Regions from separate parts of the Zea mays genome. Here region 2 is linked to region 1. Evidence: chromatin contacts called from public Hi-C data. All regions are on one chromosome and are shown on one strand. Each heading gives the region's core, a stretch centred on a gene start, on an enhancer-like site or on the middle of the called end of the contact. The rest is flanking DNA. Distances are from core to core; before and after follow the strand shown. Region 1 holds the start of LOC100194130. Region 2 has its middle 43 kb from the start of LOC111590292.

Region 1 (3,191 bases), core at 351-2,850:
AAGCACGAAATATCCCATCTGCGACGTGTTGTAACAGCACACAGAGTAGGACTGAAATTATTGTGCCGGACGGGCACGTCTCTGTCTGTCACAGTTGCGCCCGTTATAACGTGTGGTGGCCAGTCGGGCGCATGGCGGGGTACACGTACGACAATCAGGTCGCGTACGTGACGGAGACCCCCGTACGTCATGGACACGTCGCACGCCAATCATGCGTGTGTATCACTATGCTACACTCGCCTTCGTAACCGGTGTTTTTATTTGAAGGAACCTAATTCACCTAAAATATATTTTAATTTAGTATAGGGTATACCAATACTTTATACTTCTGGGTACCTTAAAATGTACAGGCACTGATAACTTAATTAATGTACTAACATTTTTTTAGATGGGAGAAAGGTAGTAGGTGAGTCACTACATGGAAAGACGACGCAGTGGTGCAATATGCATGGCAATGGTACCTAAACACGTGGAAAGGACTGTCTGATTGAATAGGTTTTCAGGAACAGTGACACTCCAATTATTTGGGAATTATCTTTACAATTACTAGAATCATAGTACTTTGGGATTGAAAGAAATATATATATATATATATATAAACTAGCACCACTTCGCCGGCTAGCAAGCGCTGTATCGATCTGTTACATGTTTTTGTACATGAATTAATTATGCTACGTAGTACTCGACAGTGTTTTTAAAGCATTTCTAAGAGCTCCCTAGAAAATAACTCATAAAAATCAATTTTAAGGAACATTTAAAAAATTAGTAGGGTAAATTTTATTTTTTTTTCTCCAACAGATCTTTATCTTTTAAAACGACAGATTGTTTTTGGGAACCTAAAACTTCTTATTTGTAGCTATAAATAAGAGAGTTTTAAGTGCCATGAAAAAGTTGTGAGCACTTGGGAACTGTTAGAGATCGTTTTTTATGGTTTTTTTCAAAAAACTTGATTTAGAGGAGACTTCTGGAGAGCTCTTGAAGATGATTTTAGGAGAGGAAAAAAAAGGGAATGGTGGAGGAGATGGAGGATGCATTTACAAATCAAAAGAGGGAATATTGGATGTGATATCCGTGCATATTTATTTCGAAATATTGGATTTGCGAAACAGAAATTATTATAGATCACACACACATTGATTTAACAGGGCGGTGAAGAAATCATCCTCATGAGATGGTGAAAGAAAAAAAAATCGCCGAGAACAATGCAAGCTCCTGGGTTGAAATAGCATCTCACAATTTTCTAGTATAATATATATAATGCATTATGTGTATTCATATATGTACGTGCTTACCCTTGCGAACTTGATCTGGGCGAGGGTGAGCGTCTTGGGCTCCCACTCTATGGACGACATCCGCCCCGCGTCCTCCACCCTGCTCACCGTCGTCATGGCCGGCTCCGCCATGTCTGCCGGCGCCATGGAATATATGCTGGATGCAGAGCAAGCCTCTTCCTCTTCCTCTTCGATCGGGTGTGTACTAGTCGAGAACGTTGCCGACTTTTCTCTCCTGCTGATTCGTCAGGATGTTTCGCTACTCCTCTGCTCTGTCTCTGCGTGCGCCCGGGCTGTACTAGTCGAGAACGATGGAGGCCAGCCAAAGCCACAGACACAGAGATGGAGCCACGCCACGCCCAGGTATATATACCGCGCGCGGCGGGGCCACGGCAGGCAGGCGAGGCGACGGACGTGTCCCTCCCGTACGGGCGGGACAGGCGGCCACGTGGCTGTCGCGGAGTGGGGGCACGCGCGGCCACGCGGCGCTAGCTGCATGCGTCGTCGTCGTCCCGGACCGGAGCGGCTCTTGTTGCGTCCCGATCCGACGTGCCTGTTCGTGTGGCTGTGGTGCGCAGTCAGGTGCGGCCGGGACACGTAGTGGCGTCCCCGAGGTGGTCAGCCGCCGCGTCCAATCGGGGATCGCCGCGTCGGGGGGCTTTGACGGGCTGGGATATTATTGCGTGCCGCGCCTGCACTCGCCACCGGCCGCCCGACGGCGGCGGTCGTTACCGGCGGGTGGGACTGTTCATATGCTACTCGTCCATACCGCATGCATGTGCAAACGCCGACCGGTCCTACGTGCTCTTACGGGCATGCATGCACGTGGATCCAAAACATGTTTTGTAATTCCAACGCATGGACGATGCCGATGGTGGCTCGACCAGTGCAATTCGATCACGTACGTACGGTGACGAGAAGGGGAGGCCAAGCTGTTGTGGGCTACGACCTTCACTGTCGTCGACGTCGTGTCGCACGCACGTACGTGCGCGCGCGCTGGGGTTAGCCGCCGCCGCCGCTGCGGTGTGGCACGCTTGCGCTGCATGACACACGTGACATATAAATGGCGCGCGCGGCGGCGCAATGCATGCCGTCAGGTAACGCAACGCAACGCAACGCAACGCAACGCAACGCAGGACGCAGGCCCGACGACCGATCTGCAATATCGTGACACGAGAGGTACCTACATGCGAAACCGATGGAGCGAGAGAAAGAAAAAAAAAGGAGATATTTTGTGAACGCAAGGTGTCACGATCGAGTCCATGCGTGCAAGCGTGCGTATATGCACCGGGACCTGCATGTAGTGGTGGGGACACGGACCTTGTGACGGAGAGGCGCTCCACGTCCGGCAGGGGACACCACCGGCCGGGGCCCGCGCCCGCGAGCTGCCGCCACGCCACGCCGCCTCTCGGCCGGATCTCCGCGCCATCGCTTTCGCCTCGATACTATTACTATGACAGCACATGTCTTCGCTATGCTTGCGTTCCCCCTACCGTCTATCGCGCAACACATGTCTACTCCAGCAGCCTCCTTAGACTGACTTGACCCCAACATGCCATGCATATACGCAAACCGGCGATACATTTACGTGGCCTGATCGAGAAGAACAAAAAATGCACGTGCTCTCTCTGCGATGCATATTGCTCGGTAGTACACGGGAGATGAACAATTAACCGCTGTTTGAACATTATAAATGCGCTGCTTTTTTTTTTACCAAATGCATCGCCATATGCATTGGATGCCTCTCTATTTTTGTATGCATGTCCATTATGTACTGTACACGATACATACGGGCGGTTTGCTTCGTCCATTTGCCTTGCGCGGTTGGGGTCAATCGACGTGTCTTATATACGCATATAACTGAAATAATATAATGCATAATACTGCATCTATTCTTAAATATTTAACGTTTATTTTTGA
Region 2 (3,191 bases), core at 488-2,987, 99 kb after region 1:
TTCGTGCGTGGTTATCTATCTAATCATGTGGGTTTGTTAGCTATCGCTTAGGAACGGGTCCAGACCTCCCCTATATATATGAAGGGTACGACCAATTGAGAACGCCCGAACACATTCCAATCGAACCAATTACTTTCTTTATCATTTCTACCCTAAGAGTACATGTAGCGTAGTTCTAATTATAAACTTCCGCATATCCACATCCATCCCTATTCGACTCTACGTCGTCTAGATCCGTCTTTGGTGGTCTACCGACCTCAAGACGACCATATGATCTTACCCATCCCGGTGGGCAAGATCTAGTTGTCCATCCAAGACCCAAACCTCGAATTGATCTATTAATTTATAGGCGACTCCAGGTCGTCTGGAGACGTCCCGGGTAACCTGTTAACCCAGGGCGTACTAAGATTCTTCTCCAAAGGGCGAGATTTAGATTCCAGCGAGGAATAGGAAGACGACCTTGCGCCATTATGGACCGTTCGACCCTGTGCGCGTCCCGTGCGACGCAGGGAAGACGTCGCTCCTGTGCCTAGGTCCCGGACCGTATGGTCCAGAGCCGCGGACCGTCCGCGCCGCCGCAGAGGGGCACCGCCAGCTGGTACACCTCTAGTGATTGGCGCTGCCCAGATCGACGCCAACGCTATCTATACATCTAGATCTTCATCATAATCACAAAGATCTCCCCTACAAGATCCAGCGTCCTCCTTTGCGAGATTTGGCGTTCAAGCAGAGAGTTTGGGGCACGAATTGAACGAGCGTCAGTGAATTCACTAAACCACTATATTTATAAGGGCTATCTATCTATACATCTAGAATTGTATTCTTCAGGGGGACTCAATTGTGAATCTAGAATTACATCTTTTTACCAGACCGAGTATACTCCATCCATGTCACTATTGTTGTTGTGCTATTCCAGACGATGCAGCAGAAGCAATCATTGACCAGGACCCGCGGACGGCTGGATCGATCCTGGTTGTGTGCATGATTGCCTTGCCCAGCTCTATGATAGAGCAATTATTGATAAGTATGACCATCTGCTTACCTAAGACGATCGATCGAAACTGTCATAAATATTTCTTTTTTTTTTGTTTCGGTCTTGTGATCGGTCAAAGTATATGGGATTAGTACTAGGGAAACTACCAGAGAGTCTGAGATAGAGGCGTGTGTGGCTGAGGATCGTGGAGGGGTGGTCAAGGCAACCAGCAGGTAAGAGCTTTTCTCTCTCTATCGTCGGAGGGGGGATCTCGGCGTCGGGACGGGACTCGGGAGGCGCGCGGCCATCTCGGCCAGTCTCTCGCCGGTGGATCGCTGGGTGGCAGATTGAGCAGAACGGATTTACAACCAGTGTTTGCTCAACGCCGGTAAAGGTCGGGGCTCGGTCATCTTTGTCCATGGGACTGGGTTCGAGTCCGGCGCTAGAGGTAGGCAGCCAGGTTGCGCCTCCGCTCCTGCAAATTCGCAATGGGAGGACATGCTGCTGTCTGCCTGCCTGCCGGTGATGGAGCCGTCGGGGTTTGCAAGTCGCGACCTGGGCTGGGCCGACGTCGGGAACACGGTTGCATCCTCCCGCCTTGTGCTCTCTTCTTCCAGGAACAAGGTGAAGCCATGGCAGGGCAAAATTGCCGTCGCCACGCCGCTCGCCGAAGTTCGCTGTTGGAGATGCACTATCAAAGGCGCGCAGTTGCGTTGTTCCTCTGGACAGTGCCGTGATCACAGGTTGACGAAGACGCGTTCGTTGCCTAGGTCTGGGGATCCGTTGGCTGTTAATTCGAAGAGAACATATCTAAGGCACATAGTGCACATATTAAATCATCACCATTCATTTTAAATCTAACGGTTTTAGTTGATAATTCAAATTATAAATAACACATTTCACAACTACACACCACTACGTTGGAGGGTGTTCTTAGCAAAATATATCAAACAACTAGAGACGTTAAATCTAAAATAAATGGTAATGATTTAATATGTGCATCAATCTTCTATGTGCATTAGATATCAAAATCAAGTGTTTTTTTGGAAAGCCTGGTGACAGGGCGTTTCACCGGGATTCTCGGACGCCATCAGCAGCGCTGGATTCAGGGAGATGTGGCCTTAATTGGGCGGGTCCACGACGACTGGGCTGGCTTTCCTTTTTACCAGAACGGGTACTAGATCACCGGTGGCGAGGGCAGTTCATTCAACTTTCAGAAGCTTGTCGCCTAGCACTTTCGTCGCGGCGACTAGGCAGGCACACTATGGCGCTGGGAGGTGGTCATGGCGGCCGTGGAGGGGGAAGAGGCCAGCATCAGTCTAACGGCGCTCGCAGTCATGCCTCGGGTCATCACCAGCATGGCGGCGCGGAGGCCGGTGCAGGGGAGGAAACCAGCCGGTGTTTCATCCCGGCTATGGAGGCGGTGACCGTAAGCTGGCCGTCGAGGAGGAGTTCGTGGACGACCAGCTGCTTGGCGTGGTGGGCGAGGTAGTTCTGTAGGGGGGCGGTTCTTCGGTGGTCGTGCTACGCCATTTTAGAACATGGATGGTGGCGAACAGGGCAGGTACGCATATGGAGCCATGGAGGGGCTTCTTCCACTCTGGCTGCAGGTCAGCGTTACGGATACGGGGTAACAGTGAGTCCTCCAGTGGCACCTGATGTTTCAAAGGCAGCTGACTTGACTTGCTTCACCAATCTTTTGCAGCGGCAAATGGTGGCGGGGGTGCTGCTAGGAATGTCCCAGACAATACCTGGGAACAGATTGTCACTCTGCTGCTGCAGTCTGTGGGGAAGAATCAGTCCATGTCCAATTCTAGGTGGGATGCTGCGCTGGATGGATCATAGGCCTCAGCGCAGTTCAAGGCTTGATACAATCAAAGAACTCTATAAGCCGACTCATGTGGATGACAAGGTGGGGTCTTCTGTAACACCTGTGGCAAAAGAAAAAGTTTCGTTTTGTTTTGTTTCAGGTGTAAAACCAAAGGACACCAGTTGAGTGACCGCAATATTGAGTTGTTTTGTGAAGTTTGTGATGTCAAAACACACTTAACTTCAAAATGTCCAGTGGTCCGTAACTGCAGAACTTTTGCAGTACCTTGTGGGTATGCGGTAGAGGGTTTCATGTTTTACTATATACCTCAACTCAATCCAGTCAAGTCGAGGAAGGGTGGTTGTAATGGTACAGTGACTGTTGTGGAGGGTTCTCTGACAGAGGAGC

What was found. A called contact is a pair of places that touch in the nucleus more often than the background predicts.
Region 2: a contact with region 1 is called in a Hi-C map of leaf, with 4 times the contacts expected there. The contact joins the enhancer-like site here to the promoter of LOC100194130 in region 1. A contact is called at or near these places in 5 of 25 Hi-C or Micro-C datasets (bundle sheath, leaf, leaf mesophyll and 1 more).

Annotation. Positions count from the first base shown.
Region 1 is chr10:15,898,951-15,902,141 of Zm-B73-REFERENCE-NAM-5.0, forward strand. It overlaps LOC100194130, which reads right to left and starts at 1,601. Exons shown (of 2, transcript NM_001139183.1): 1 at 1,293-1,601. The coding sequence starts at 1,418.
Region 2 is chr10:15,997,929-16,001,119 of Zm-B73-REFERENCE-NAM-5.0, forward strand. No RefSeq gene overlaps it. Among protein-coding and RNA genes, the nearest start is that of LOC111590292, 43 kb to the left of the region's middle. Within about 2 kb of position 1,738, at least 15 of the 20 cell types and tissues checked have an H3K27ac peak or open chromatin away from gene starts, as enhancers often do. A contact at or near this core is called in leaf and leaf mesophyll, where this site is marked.